Linked DNA regions of Cydia pomonella: region 1 is linked to region 2. Evidence: chromatin contacts called from public Hi-C data. All regions are on one chromosome and are shown on one strand. The core of a region is the stretch at or near the end of the contact, and the rest is flanking DNA. Distances in the headings are between cores, read along the strand shown. Region 1 holds the start of LOC133533948 (golgin subfamily A member 5). Region 2 holds the start of LOC133533782 (D-aminoacyl-tRNA deacylase).

Region 1 (2,700 bases), core at 197-2,696, 190 kb after region 2:
CCGGACGAACATAGAAATAATAAAATGTCAATAATTTATCTTTGGTGTAGTTTAAATTACCAACCAACCAACCCAACCATACCACCCACTACCCAATTATACCATACCAACTATGAAGTACCTAACCACATTAATAACCATACCAAACTAAACAGATACTACTATACCTTGCTCACTAACTACATCATTACCATCCTCCGTCTGCCCCAGCCTAAGAAGCAATTGTGATACCTCTTTGTGCAATACATTGAGTTCATTTTTCAATACAGTATTTTCAACAATTATATCATTCATTTCATATGCATAGTTTTGTTGATTAATTAGTTCTCTATTTGTTGGTAAGCTTGATCCTGTAATAAAATAATAGTGATAGAATCATAATGAATATGAAAGTTCAAAACAGAGTGTAATAACTTGCCTTATATTATTATAGAATCCGAATATTGTGGGTACTTATTTATATAAGTATTCCTATGTGATGTATTATTTAGGTTTACCATTTGCTCAAAAATGATTAATTTTCTGTATTAAGTAATTGAGAATAAAATTAATTGATAGGGTTTAGTTAACTTAAATTAAATGTACTTACTACTTAATAGTAGTATCTATACAAGTATAGGGACTACTTAGTGCCTATACTTGAAATATTAAAGAAATTAATAGGTACTGTAGTAGTACTAGACAATACAAACTGAATAATATTGTACAATTTTAAATAAAAATAATTAAGATCAATTTAATATTCCTCACTTCTGTGTCTGACTCCATAATATTCACTGGGCATAGTCCCACTAACTAAAGTTACAGGGCCATTGTCATAAGTTGCTTTAGGCAGAGCCTTCATAGTCATAGTCCTCCTTGGAGGATTTTTTTTATAGTCATTTTCTAACGGTTTTGATGTTAGTGTTGCTTTTCTAGGACCATAACTTGGTATTGTTTCAGTCACTAATGGTGTCCTTGATGTTAGAAATCGTGGCTTTGGACTTGCTGATCGATTTCCAATTGGTACGGGAAACTCCCCTTCATTTCTCCTCCTAGGGCCATTGCTTCGTAGAGCGGCACCAGTTTGCTCGTCTAAGTTGTTGAGTAGCGTCTCCGCTTTACCGGCAAGGTCAGCGAGCCAAGCCATTTTAAATACCTACACATGTCTGAAATAAAATAATTATTCTTGAGAAAACAGTAAAGTATAAAAACAAGACTAAGTTTGGGAAGACAAGTAAACAAATAGTAGGAAACATGTTTCAAACAAATTAATAGTAAAATCAACAAAGAAACTTTGACATTATATTGTGGTGAAAATAAAACAGATTATTATTACTCACACGTATATACTACTCTTAAAATGCATGTCAATTTTATTGAATTTCGTTTCTAATACAATTTCTAATCCAAACTCAAAATACGAATGACGTTTGACTTTGACATTTTACACGTAAACACGATCCTTTGCGAAATTACTGACAGACAGGTCCGAATTGTGCATAAAAATTTTAAACATAATCATTGATTAGATTAATATTCTTTGAAGTACATTTCTGAAACTACAAAATGCTCTGAAAAATCTTTATTCACAATTATGTACACGATAAACAAGTAAGGTGTCACGATTGACAAAATAATGTTATATTTAGAATGGTCAGAAGCAAGTAAGGTGTAGAATTTACGATTCGGAACTTGAAAAACAAATTTATATTACAGCGTCATCTAGTGTCGAGTAGCAGTCGACTAAATTTGTTACTGGCAACACTGATGCTATAAAAATTTGAGTAATAAAAAACTCCTCATAACTGTCAAAAATGTGGTTACTACAGTAACGTAGTGATTATATGCTCTTTGACTACAGTAAACTACATTAACTACAATCGTAATAATAATTTTACTAATTAATTCAGTATTTCAGTGCATTTACAATGGATTTCGAAAGTCCAGATGTAGAGAAAGATTTTCCAGGACTGTATGCCTCAGAAACTGGGCGTAAGAGCAACGAAAGTGATTGTAAGTTTTTGATACAAACTGCGTAGCACATCTTCAATGTTTATTACTTTAGATTTCGATTTAACGTAACGTAAGTTTAGATTTAACGTAATCTGAAGCTTAACCCAGCATAAACTGTGTTTAAAATATCGCTTCTGCGTCTTCTATTAATTATGATAAACTTCTTTAACGATAATTAATAGTGTATAACATCGATTTAGACATGTGAATGTGGCTGATGGTATACATTTCATATAACGGTTGGATAAACACTTCATGTAGAAGAATATATTCCTTATAATTTTTTTTTCTTCCATCTGTATATTGCTGAAAATGTGATCCTTACAGTTGCTTTAATTTAAGTGATGAACTTTATTACATCGTTAAAACTTGTTTAATATTTTAGTCAGTGATGACCACGAAAAACCCAGCAAGAAGGACCTGTTGGGCCGCAGGAAAGACAAAAAAGAGAAGAAAGATAGAGGCTATGCTGCATTAGAGGGTGATAGTTCACCTGAGGAAGACACTGACACCAAGTTTGTTTATTTTAAATTTGAATGTGGTTATACTCAGACTATTATAACCATACATGGGGGTTTTTGGTGCGGGAATGTTTTACACTTGCCAAAAAAATTGATTAAAACTTTAAAAACTGATACTATTCTAATATTTCTAAGCACATTTGGAGCTTACTACCTATTTTCAATTCATAGTTTGGTAATTATT
Region 2 (2,700 bases), core at 127-2,626:
ATTCTCGTATCAGTATCATATCATAATTTTATTGATATACCCAAATAAAAATACTACTACGTGACTCTCGATGGCGTTATCTCATTAATTAACAGATATTTTCTTTTATTTTTTATCTATGATGCATATTTTAAGACTATAAAAATAAAAACATTAACAAAAACGATCTATCACATGGCGGTGACAAAACGCAATGCGTAATAGATCGACGCGCCGATATGATACGCCCTAGAGTCCTAACACTCGCTGCGTAATGTAGTTAGTACTGTGATGAGTGTGATGTTGCCATCACGCGCGCGCCCGCGCGCTGTATTCGTTCAGGTAAATGTTTCGTTTCGAGTGATAAGTGATGTGATATCTCAGTGTAACATTACGTTTTCGAAAAAGTGATGTGATATAGCATTACTTTTTGAAGCACTGTTTCGCGCATGTCTACTTGTTACCCTGAAAAGGAAATGAATATGTTGAAATATAACATTACAATTCATAAAAATTAAAGCTACCAATAGGTTTTACTAATAACCCATTTTTTATTTCAATATATATTATATCATACAGACCAATATTGGCCGTGTTCCTTATTTTTCAATGTTCAGAAATTAATAACGCACACACAACACATTCACTGCCAGTGTCCCGCTAGGTGGGTTCTCTTCTGTGCATAGGCACTATCTAACATTTAATAACATGACAATACGAGTCAAGGCACGTATCTTCGTGAATGACATAATCTATAATTAGGTTAAGGAAGAAATACAACCTTCCAAGTATTGTACAAGGTGAATTGGCTAACACATAGCACTTCGTAATCCTTGTCCACCACACTCTTGCTCCATCGTTTGTCACTGTCATCATTAAATAACCTTGCACTGAGTATCTTACGGACACTGAAAGTAATTCAATTAAAAATTCTTACACTTGGGTGTGATTAACAGCAACAATACTTTTTTGTTTGTGTAAATGTTGGAAACTGAAAACATTATACCGTAACATTTTTTTGCAAACGTACTTACATGTATTCCATATCCATCAAGTTATCATTCTTTGAAATTCCTATTAGAACACATAACCCTTGCTCTATATTACTGACGACTTCACCGTTAACTGAAATTAGAATAGGGCGGTTAGTAAGGGCATCGCACTATGCAGTAAGTGTATAACTGATATTATTTTTTGGTAAAATAACAAAATCACCGGTAACTTTAGCCTTCATAACGCGCTGTATTAATGCTTTCATAGTTGAACTTTTCTGTGATACTCTTACTAAGTAGTTTTTTTATTTAATATACTGAGGACATGTTTTACTTTCTAGTACGTAATACGGTTATTATGCTCAATTTTACTTTAGCTTAATACAAAATAACTGACTAATTTTACCACCATACCATACATACTAGACATGCGCGAAACAGTGCTTCAAAAAGTAATGCTATATCACATCACTTTTTCGAAAACGTAATGTTACACTGAGATATCACATCACTTATCACTCGAAACGAAACATTTACCTGAACGAATACAGCGCGCGGGCGCGCGCGTGATGGCAACATCACACTCATCACAGTACTAACTACATTACGCAGCGAGTGTTAGGACTCTAGGGCGTATCATATCGGCGCGTCGATCTATTACGCATTGCGTTTTGTCACCGCCATGTGATAGATCGTTTTTGTTAATGTTTTTATTTTTATAGTCTTAAAATATGCATCATAGATAAAAAATAAAAGAAAATATCTGTTAATTAATGAGATAACGCCATCGAGAGTCACGTAGTAGTATTTTTATTTGGGTATATCAATAAAATTATGATATGATACTGATACGAGAATGTACTGTAAACACTAGCTCAGTATTAAATTAAAGATAAATAAGGAACTTCACTCGTGCTTAATTTAGTTTGCCGCGAAAGTCAACCAAACCAAACATTTCACAACAATAATAAACAGTAAATACGTTTTTGTTCGTCAAATTCAAACTCGCAAGCGAATTATCATTTAGCCGCATCCTTATAGGTAAAATACTAAAAACATTGTAAGCTCTATGTTAACGCATTACAGTTTTAAATCGATTGCAGGTGCAAAAATCCGTTATCGTATCAATTTAATGAAATTTGCAATAACTCAAATGCGACTGCTACCGACCGGCCGAGCGGACCGATCCGAAGTGTTCCGAAAGCATTGCGGAATGAGAGCGAGCGAGCAGTGAGTGCGGGTGCGAGCGGGATAGCAAAGTAATGATAGCATGGCAACCAAACATCACACATCACACCATCACGTCTCATTGCTCATTATACATTACGCGGATTGTATATAGACTTGAACGGACCTTTCGTACAGACTACCGGCGCGTCAATCTATATTGATGCTTTACGAGTTTACGCGCGCTTCGGCCAGTCATGTGCTCGAGTGATGTTTGAAGTAATGCTTGGTTTCTCGGAGTGATGCGTAATGCAATATTACGGGTTTGAGTGATATCTCATTTGTGATGTTACGCGCATTACTTACACATGTCTAATACATACGATAAGTAACTGACATCTTGACATTTATTTGACATTAACAGCTACATTGGATGCGTTCAGAAGGATGATTCTAATAGAGGCAAAATATTTTTTTATGCTAGCAATAAATGTTGTGCTTTTGTTATAGTTGGGCTACTCGTCGGCAGATGGCAGCACGTACTAAAAAATATATATTAATG

The links. A called contact is a pair of places that touch in the nucleus more often than the background predicts.
Region 1: a Hi-C map of whole body shows a contact between it and region 2, with 2.8 times the contacts expected there. The contact joins the promoter of LOC133533948 here to the promoter of LOC133533782 in region 2. A contact is called at or near these places in 2 of 2 Hi-C or Micro-C datasets (both in whole body).

Annotation. Positions count from the first base shown.
Region 1 is chr2:10,312,039-10,314,738 of ilCydPomo1, forward strand. LOC133533948 (golgin subfamily A member 5) reads right to left here and starts at 1,447. Exons shown (of 9, transcript XM_061873047.1): 1 at 1,323-1,447; 2 at 751-1,148; 3 at 192-350. The coding sequence starts at 1,129. It overlaps LOC133533918 (ralA-binding protein 1), which reads left to right and starts at 1,837. Exons shown (of 10, transcript XM_061873012.1): 1 at 1,837-1,995; 2 at 2,381-2,510. The coding sequence starts at 1,911.
Region 2 is chr2:10,118,228-10,120,927 of ilCydPomo1, forward strand. LOC133533782 (D-aminoacyl-tRNA deacylase) reads right to left here and starts at 1,377. Exons shown (of 6, transcript XM_061872842.1): 1 at 1,195-1,377; 2 at 1,014-1,104; 3 at 760-887. The coding sequence starts at 1,237.